Linked DNA regions of Zea mays: region 1 is linked to region 2. Evidence: chromatin contacts called from public Hi-C data. All regions are on one chromosome and are shown on one strand. Each heading gives the region's core, a stretch centred on a gene start, on an enhancer-like site or on the middle of the called end of the contact. The rest is flanking DNA. Distances are from core to core; before and after follow the strand shown. Region 1 holds the start of LOC100280181. Region 2 holds the start of LOC100272400.

What was found. A called contact is a pair of places that touch in the nucleus more often than the background predicts.
Region 1: a Hi-C map of endosperm shows a contact between it and region 2, with 2.5 times the contacts expected there. The contact joins the promoter of LOC100280181 here to the promoter of LOC100272400 in region 2. A contact is called at or near these places in 2 of 25 Hi-C or Micro-C datasets (ear and endosperm).

What each region holds. Positions count from the first base shown.
Region 1 is chr3:38,827,747-38,832,696 of Zm-B73-REFERENCE-NAM-5.0, reverse strand. LOC100280181 reads right to left here and starts at 1,699. Exons shown (of 2, transcript NM_001153113.2): 1 at 560-1,699. The coding sequence starts at 1,573.
Region 2 is chr3:38,465,078-38,470,283 of Zm-B73-REFERENCE-NAM-5.0, reverse strand. LOC100272400 reads left to right here and starts at 3,845. Exons shown (of 7, transcript NM_001146880.1): 1 at 3,845-4,163; 2 at 4,263-4,466; 3 at 4,977-5,032. The coding sequence starts at 3,945.

The DNA of each region.
Region 1 (4,950 bases), core at 450-2,949, 360 kb before region 2:
CAACTCTCACCAGGCTGCTTCGAAACAGTGACTTAGTGAGACAGCTCTCATTGTACCAAGCCTGCCCCCCTTCTCAATTCAAAAACCTTAACAGATGAAAATAACAAGTGTTGTTTACCAAGATGGAAAGGATAGCAAGCAAATTCAAGAACACACAACAGCTTCATATTAATACATGGTTTGGAAGAGTCAGCCTTGTTCAGTTCCAGTAAGGATGCACCAGAAAGAGAACTTCTTAGCACAAGCATACATGCAAAAAAAATGATTCGTTCTTACTTTATTGGCTTATGAATGTAATGATGATGATCATAAAACATTGAATAATAATTACAAACTGATTCTAGAATGGTCATCATGAAACATAATTCAAGGGGATTCTATCTGCAATAGAATACAATGTAATTCAATGCTACAAACATAATGTGATAATCCCATCAAGAAAGTACTCTAAACTTACATTCCTACTTAGAAAGATTTATCCACACCTTAATATGTATAGCAGACAAAATCAAGCACATAGCCTTGCAATACTAAAATGTTGTGTGGCCAAAATCCTTACCTTGGACACATGCTCAAGCGTTACTGCCTCAGGAATTATCCCTGACTTGAGCTTGACCTCAACAAACCCATTGCTACCCTGCAAAGCAAAGCACTGTCCAGGTTCCCCAAAGCTCGGTTGAAGCATCTTCTCTGGCTTAGGCCCCACGTCAACTCCAGACATCCAAACCATGAAACCACGTTTAGGCACATAGGCCTCCGAATGCCGGACAACCCTTCCCCCGCCTGAGGCAACGGCGTAGTCAACCCTGCCGATCCCATCTGCGGCATGTTTCTCAATCTCCCTCATGACGATCTCCCTGGCTAAGGCACGAACCTGGTCCAGATCAACCTCGCTCTCCGAACTCGAGCCAAGGCTCCCCTTCACCTCGTCCCAGAACTTCTCAAACTCGTCCTTCCGGAGGAACTCCATCCGCTTGAGCCCGGCCAGCGCGTCGCCGAGCTCACCGGCCCTCGCGTCAAGCCGGGTGAGTTGGCGCTCGAGCGCGAGCCGCTTATCCTCCAGCAGAGCGAGAAGGTCGCCCCTGGCGGCGCCGACCTCGCCGTCGATCTTGCGATCTACGGCCTCGAGTTGCACCTGGATCATCCGGAAGGTGCGGGTGAGGGAGGCCTCCACCTCGTCGACGCGGGCGGCGTAGCCCTCGAGCGCGGCGCGGTCGGGCGGCGGCGAGGGCGGGGGCGGGTGGGACCAGCGCCAGGCGAGGTCCCCGAGATAGAGCAGCGCGGCGAGGAGAGCCGCGTTCTTGGCGGCGATGCTGAGCACGGTCTGCCACCGCGGCCGGGGCGGGTGAGAGGTCTTTTTTCGGCGTGCGTGCTGAGCGGACGCGGCGGCGGTTGGTTGGAGCGGGGGCGTAGGGGAGACCGGGTGCGGACGGTGGTTGAGGAGGAAGACCGACCGCTTGCGCTGGGCGGCGGCGGCTCCGGGTGCGGGGCGGGAGGCGAGGGGGATGGCGTCTAGGGTTAGTGGGGAGGAGGCGGGGCTGGTGGCCGCAGCGGCGAAGGAGGGGGACGCCATGGGACGGAGGGCTGCGGAGGCGGTTGGGGTTCGGGGTGGAGTCGAGGGGGGGAAATCCGAATGCGAAATGCTGGGGAAGTTTGGGGGAGCGGGCAGTGCAGGGGAAGACGAACCACGCACGCGCCGAACCGAAACGGCGCGGCGCTTCTTCGGCTGCCCTGTCAGGTAGGATCGTCTCGTCTGGCTGGCAGTTCCTCCCTGTTGAGGCCTCAACGGCTCAAACCAACGTGGTGGGGTGGGGACGCTCAATATGGCCAGATCAGATCAAGCCGGTTTTCTGTGGATTATTCATTGTTCATTCCAGGAAATATCCGTGTTTTTAGGGTGCGTTTAGGCTCTATTTGTTTCTTTACTACATAATGCTATCTTATTTCAGCTTATTTATAGTACTAAAGTGATATTTTATCCTTCTATCTTTTCATCATAATCTAACTTGTATAATCTAGTACGGAAAACAGCCCTTATTTTCCTAATAGATTATATAAGTTGGATTATGATGAAAATGTAGGAGGATAAAATATCACTTTAGGAATACAATAAACTTAAATAAGCTAGCATTAGGTAGCTTATTTCAACTTAAATGTTGGCTTATTTCAGCTTATTTGTAATCTCAAAGTGATATTTTACCTTACTACCTTTTCATCGTAATCTAACTTACGTAATCTAGGAGGAAAATAAACATGGGCCTTAATCTTCGCAAAAGGGAAATTTCCTTGACACTAATAATAGAAAATCCTTCCTACCAGTTTCAGTTTCTTGTCGGACCAAAATTTTCTAAGTTCATGTTTAGTTCCTTTAGAGCTTCTCCAATTGTTCTCTAAACAACTTACTAAATTTTACATGTAAGAAGTGGACAGAAAATTACTCTCCAATAATTCTCTAAACGGACTTGTTAAATATAGTTACTTGCTATCTAACTCAATTTGGTCTCTAGGTTTTAAGACTCGATAGCCACTGAAAGGGAAATGGCCTCAAACATTTCCTATAATCGATTTTGGTGTTTGACGACCATCACAAACCATATGGACTAACTAGTTTGTCTAGTTGATATTTTCTCAGGTGCATAAAGTTCATATATACATACAAAGAAAATGACCTTGGGGCAATTCTACAAGTTTGGAGCAAAACAAACTTGCTGCAGCCTGAGGTGCACCGGACTATCTGGTGCACACCAGATAGTGTCCGGTGCCAAGGTTGGAGCACTCAGCGAACTGTCCTCTCTCGTGAAATCAAAGCGCTCCTCGGCTAAAAATCACCGGACTGTCTGGTAAGCCCACGAGCAACGGTCATCTTCGCCAGCGGTCGACTGCCACGACTGCTACGGGTTCAGAACGTCAGAAGACAGTCTGCGATGTCAGGTCGCACCGGACTGTCCGGTGCAACAAAACGACAGATGACTTCAATGGTCAACGGCTCCAAACCCCAACGGTCGGCTGACGTGGCACACACTGGACAATGAACAGTAGAGTGTTCGGTGCGCACCGGACTGTCCGATGTGCCCTTCGGCAGAGAAGTCAGTTAACGGCTAGAATGTTGGTTGGGGCTATAAATAACCCCAACCACCACCATTCAATTCATCCAGGCTTTCCACTCTCTACATTCAATACAAGAGCAAAGAATACACTACAAAGCCTTTAATCCTCTCCAAGTGCCATAATCAAGTCAAGTGATCAAAAGTGTTTAGTGACTTGAGATAGGGTGATTTGTGTTTCAATTGTTGCTCTTGTTGCTTGGTTGCTTTATTCTTCTCCTTCTAAACTTTCCAAGTGTTTTGTAAAGCAAGAAAGAGACACCTAATTGTGTGGTGATCCTTACGGGGTCTTAGTGACCCATGAGATTAAGAAGAAGCATTTGACCGGTCTAGGTGACCGATTGAGAGAGGGACAGGGTTGAAATAGACCCGGCCTTTGTGGCCTCCTCAACGGGAAGTAGGTTCTTTGGAACTGAACCTCGGGAAATAAATCACTGTGTCTACTTGTGTTGATCTTCACCATTCGATTTGTTTCTCCCCTCTCCTCTCTCTCGAAAGTTCTCTTGCTCACATTGTTTTGAGTTTGCTTCCAAAGTTATCTGCATTGATTGAGCAACTCATAGCAAGAAGAACTATCTTCCGCGCTCCGAATTCACTATTATTTATTTCTAACCCTAATCTAGGTGAAGTGTGTGTTCAAAGTTTATAATTTTTGGGTTTCGCCTATTCACCCCCTCTAGGCAACTTTCAGCCACTCCTGATAATATTTAGCGTCGATTAATTTCACGCCCGCACAACCAAGTATCCAGATTTGGCGCAATTTTTTCACACCCACGCAGCAAAATCTCCTCCGTCGTCGAACGGACGCTCCTTTGTACTTGATGTCGTCGCCGGACGGACTAGCCTTGACGCCGACGCTACTCCGCTTCTATGTTCCTCTATACTTGATGTCGCCACTTGCTAGGTTCGACGAGATGAAGGTTGCTCCTCCATGGTAACCCCACAAGGAAAGAGCTCCAACGCGTCGCTAGGGCGTAACAGATCAAGTGACTATCAATCGCATAACGAATTAGCGCCAAGATGTGGGATTCTATCCATGTAATTCTTGGGTCATGTATTGGGCCACTTAGTAGTTTGCACATGGGCTATATTTTGGTCTTGCATGACCGGTGTTAGCATAAATACTCTAACTTTAACAAACTTGAAGGCTAAGAAGAAATTAGAATCAGACTCACCTTTCTTTGGCCCCTTATGTTACCCTCATTGTTCTCTTCTAGAAATTTCCCCCTCTTCCTCCTCAGCTTCTCTTCCGATAACGTCTCCCGAGTTTCACCATCGAGATCACACATGTGCCATCGTCTACAACCTATGGAACGACACAATTGGTATCAAATTTAGACCTCCTCTTCTTCTCACTTCGTTCTGCTTCATTCGAAAGACTTCCTGTCCCCGCTGGCTTCGCGGATGGCGAACCTCACCGACATGGAACAATGTCTATCCGACAAGTTTGAGGTCGTCCTCAAACTACTGGAGGACACTTCACTCAAGAACATCTCAGTGAAGATGTGGCGATTGGACAAGGTATCCAACAAGCTGGTAGGAATTGAGCGCAAACAGAAAGACCATGGCAAGTGTGTGGAGTATCTTCAAGCCAAAGTCGATCTATCCATGAAGTCGCTGGCCCAGGTGCAACAGGAGCAACTTCGTCTTTCAGGTCTGATGAAACATTCCACGTGTCCTACACTGTAGCATCCCAAAAATTCAAATCTTGATTTTTTCCCAAATTCGCTCTAAATTCAAAATGAATTTTAAATTTCATTTCAAAATGTTTGTTTGTGAGTTAATCTCAACAAATAAAATATAGTGGTCTATATTCTCTCCAAAATCCTCCTCAAAATATCCTACA
Region 2 (5,206 bases), core at 2,596-5,095:
GTACGTGAGCAGGCACCATGGCATCAGTGGCGGATCTAAGATTTTATTATAGGGCATGCCATCTAAAAATTTCATATATATTTGATCAAATCAATTGAAAATTTTATTTTACATCAAATTACACGTCTCAAGACTTTATCGGATAGGTCTTGATGCCATAAGATTGAAAGAATCCCAATCTACAAGATTGATAGTGCAACGTCCTTTCTATACACATATTACTATATATTAAACGCGGACGCAAACAAGCGACGTGAGCATGTCCACGTCAGCTTTTTTTTTCTAGCCACTCGATCGTGTATGAACGGCCACAATTGGAGCCGGGAGGAAAGCTCGCACATGGCGTTCCCACGTTGTTTTTTTTGTCGGCCGTCCGATCGACTTTCCAGGGCTAAAAGGATGTTTGCGTTTTGTTGCCCAACCAGCCACATCGCTTAGCACCTGGAACTGGAACTAATTGGAGGTTTCGAGAAGTCACGTGAAGGCACACAAGATGGGCGTCGACGGAGCCGCAGAGGCGGCGACAATGAGGCCAAAGCTGCGGCTGCGCCAAAATAGAAGAGAAGGACCCGGACGTCGCACGGCCGCGCCCGGCGGTTAGCAGCTGCAGCTACCGCCGACAGCAAGGAGGCCCAATCGGAGGGCGTCAGCGCGTTAATGGGACAGCGTCAGCGGCAGCGGCGACATCGACGGGGACAACTTTTGTACCAGCAGCTACGGCGTTGGCGTCCTGCTCAACTTCCACATGCCGCAGCCACTCACCCGTAGCTTCACCGCGCCGCGCCGCGCCGCGCCCCACCCGGACGCCGTCGTCCCCCTCCGGCTGTTGGAGCCCCAACGTCGCATCCGGCTATAGCAAGAGGTAATCCATCAGTCAATCATCTTCAAGCTCGAAAACAAATAATTCAACCATGAACCAGGGGGAATTAAACCATGAACCAGGGGCTTCGAGCTTTTTTCAGCCATGCAAAGGCCACGAGCGGAGGCAAGGGTGGTGAAGTCGAGGCCCCGCGTCCAAGCCAGAGGGGAAGGATCCGGTCGTCGTACGGCCGGTGCCTGGCTGGCAGCAACTGTCGTCGACGGCGAGGGGGCCCGAGTGAAGGTCTGATGTGCGTCAAGATGAGTCGTTCGTATTGCAGAAGTCGCCAAAGATAGACCAACGTACAAGCAAATAAAGCAGAGATAAGTTACATTGTGACAAGCTGACACTTTTACAATTTACATCTAATAGTGTAATTTGCCTTATTTTGTGACCAAGGGTTGGCGAGGCTTTGTTGATTTTTTACAACTTCTATTAAGTATCAAGATAGATGCCTCTTAACTCTAAAAGAACGATTGCTAGGTCGACATGTAGTCCAAAGACCGAAATGTACAGGCTAAACTAAAGGATCGATCTAGGACGACATAGGTGATATATAAAATCTATAAACGCATGCTTAATATTGTGCAACTAATTAGGTGATTATGACCACAAGATCTAACAGGATTGTTTGGAAGGTATAACACAATCTCCACTACTATTGGTTGGCGATCACCAAAGTGCGGATGCCACTAATTGGCTTCTATGTACACTCATGCAGTACTAAAGATATGATGTTTCTGAATACATAAATATATGGGAGATCCATTCCCAATTTATGATCATAAGCATATTTGGTGCTTTTGTATATGATGCGTACCTAAATTTTGGTTAGCATTTATCCTGACACATTATGTACCTGAAGTATTTTTTGTTTGTCCAACTCTTGATACAAATTTTATTTTATTTCTTTGATTGTTGACATTCATGGACCTGACGAACCTGAAGTTCAGAGCTGTCTCCAAAGTCCAAACAACCAGAATATATAGACATAAGTAACTACCGACCTTTGTGAAAAATGATTCTTATTGGAAATATCCAGTGCAAAGCTCACCCACCAAAAAAACCTGATGTATTCTTCTTTCCCTAGCTGTTGCAAAGAGGTGAGAACTGTTTGGGGCTTTCACTACCCAATTAAAATATTAAGTAGCAAACTGAGCACCATTACTTTGAGCCCAATGCAAGTTAATAATACAATTTATTATAATAGTACATCTACTATCGCACCAAAAAGACTTACTCAAATGGCAACAAATCGCGCCCAAGGGCGCGCCCAGTTACTATTCTTTCTATATATAAGAGCAGGGAGCAAAGCTGTGATTCCGTGGAGCCACGTCACTTTAATAATTTTTGGCCATTCGATTCTATCTCAACGGCCAGGTGGCAAACACACGGAATTCTTCACCCTACACCAAATTCTTCTGGACTCTTCTAGCTGCCGCGAGGGCCATTGGGGAACTCCCATCGCTACTCGCCAGTGGCTGAGACAGAGCCCGGGCTTCTTTCGTCGGTGTCCTCTTGGACCGCGCCACGCAGTTCTCTAAGCTCACTATCCCCTTCTCGAAGAAGGTTGTGGCCGTATGGGAAGGCGGTGAAGAAGGAGAATACAGAGGAGAAGCTTGCTGGCGGCGACAGGAAGCCGATATACATGCATGTGTGACCCCAGCAGGTTCACGCCACGGACTGCCACATCTCGCCGAGCAGGTACTTTTGCTGAGCCGCTAATGCCGTGTTTGTTGGGCTTAAGCTAGCTGCAAGATTTACCATATTACCTTTTCGAAATTTAAGCTTTATGATTTTGGCTTAGCAAAGCGAGTGTCGGATCTGTGCTTTATTGGATGAATATATGGCTTTAGGAGGAACTGGTTGTTTAGATCGACCGGTGCAGTCCCGCAGATTGGGATCTGCATGGTTACTCTATTCTAAAAAAAACAATGGACTAAGTATAAATTTATACACCTATATAAGTGAAGCAAGCACTTATATCATTGTCAGATACAACAGACCTAGCTAATCTTGGAAATGGTCTTCAGCATTTGGGGTAACCCTTTCATTCTCTGGTCATTTAATATTTTTTTATCGAAATGGTCATTTAATGTGTTGTTACTTTGAACTGTATAATTTACAACTGGTCATTTAATGTTTTTTAAGATGATATTAGATTTCTATGATTCACAACCAGTTTCATGTCTCTTAAGGGAATGTTATATTTGGTTTTCTACGCGCGCGGGGCGCGCATCAGTTACTAGTAGACTATGTATACATTGAGTACGCGAGATATGCCCGATCATACAGGCATACCTGCTAGATACACCCCTGCGTGGCGGGCGTTCAGCTAGTGTGAACACGACTAACAACAACTGAGCATGTATTTATTTAGACCCTGTTTGGTACGGCTCCGGCTCCTCTAAAAATGACTCCGGCTCTAACTTCTCTTCAAAAATAACTCATCTATAGGAGCCATGTTTTTTTAACAAATCGTTTGATAAAACGACTCTTCATGACGTGAGAGGAGGGGAATGAGAGGAGTCGGTAGGAGCCAATTTTTTTGGCTCCGACTCCTCTCTTAAAAATGGCTCCAGCTACTCAGTGATCTTTATTGGGAGTTATTTTTTAAAGACCGTTTAGGACTGATTTAGTGACAAAGGGATCATGAGATGATTGGAGGGGATTGAGGGGGAAATGAACTAATTTCCTCCTCAACCCCCTCCAATTTCCCATGATCCATGGTCACCAAATTAGTCCTTAGAGGGCTCCTCCAAGAGCCGAAGTCGGAGCCGGTTTAGAAGCCCTACCAAACTGGCACTTAGGATAGTATAGTTATTATACACAGTAATTAATGTATTTTAGTTAAATTCTAATCAATCAAACCAAATAGAATTTTTTAGTAACTAAACTTTAGTGAAAAAAAAAACAAAAACAAACGGGCCTTCATCCGTCTCGCGCCAGGCGCCCAGGCCGATAGTTGTCTACGGGCCAAATCATCGACTGCGGGAGCTTATCCGCACTCCGACCGGTGCCACCTCCAAGCTGAGCCCGCTCCTAGACTCCCAGTCCCCTCCGCAGTCCGCACCGCCGCCTCGCCATGGAGGCAGCTGCCGCCGCCTTCTTGTCCCCTCCCCGCGTCGCCCTCGACGTCCGCACACTCTTCTCCCCGCCCCGTTGCCTCCCCGTCTCGCCCTCATCCCAGCTCCGCCTCGCTGCCCGCCCCCGCGCGCTCGCCGGCGCCAAGCCGCGGTTCCTGAGCCCCCATCGAGAACCCGCCGTCGACGGCGGTCGCGGCGCCAGGGATGTCGTCGCGATGGTACGGTCCGCGCTTGGCCGAGCTCTGGGGAGCGAATTTGGCGTGTCTGGAGTGCGATAACGCCTAAATGGTGTTTTTGTCTGTTGTTGGTGCCTGCAGGTGGTGCCGTTCCTGAGGGGGGCCGCGTGGGAGCAGCCACCGCCGGACTTGGCCTCGTTCCTGTACAAGAACCGGATCGTGTACTTGGGGATGTGCCTCGTTCCGTCGGTCACGGAGCTCATGCTCGCCGAGTTTCTCTACCTCCAGTATGACGACGCCGAGAAGCCAATCTACATGTACATCAATTCCACTGGCACCACCAAGGTTTGGTGCTGCTTCTGATTCACCTTTCCTTGATTTCCTTATGACCATGATAACTTTTTCACTCGGTTTAATTTTGGACCTTTTCCTTCTTAATACAATGATGCCCAACTCTACTGGGCGTTCGGGAAAAAAAAATCCTTATGGCGATTATTACTTGGTTGTGTCAAATGAGTGCGGACGTAGGTCGGAGCTCACAACCAAAATGGAAACACACCTACCTAGGAAAACAATAAACACGATAAGGCTACGAGCTTAAAGTATGCCTGGGTTATTTGACAGACCTATGGCTCCAAAAACCTTTGTGTAGTGGGCATCAATTTATCTTAGCCTGTGGATTTTTGGTTCTTTAATCATTAGTTTTGTTCACCTAGACTATGTGTAAGTTTATTTGTTTTCTCACCCACAGAGCACCGAGTTTTCTATTTTTTTTTGTAGGAACGTATCTCTTAACAATCACAGATTAATTCTTGCTCTAATCCAATCTTCATATCATCTTTCTCCCTCATTCAGAATGGCGAGAAGTTAGGCTATGAGACAGAAGCTCTTGCAGTATATGATGCTATGAGGTCAGATTTGACATACTATGTATTTATACTGCTTTCTTGTTCCTTGCAAATCTATTTCTATTCCTGATACCCCTCTTATTGACTTGACTTGGCTGATGCTTTCCACATGTTCTCGATGTGAACTTGTATTGTAGTTAGCTCATTATAAGAAGCATGCCTGTTTTTGTGTCTGCC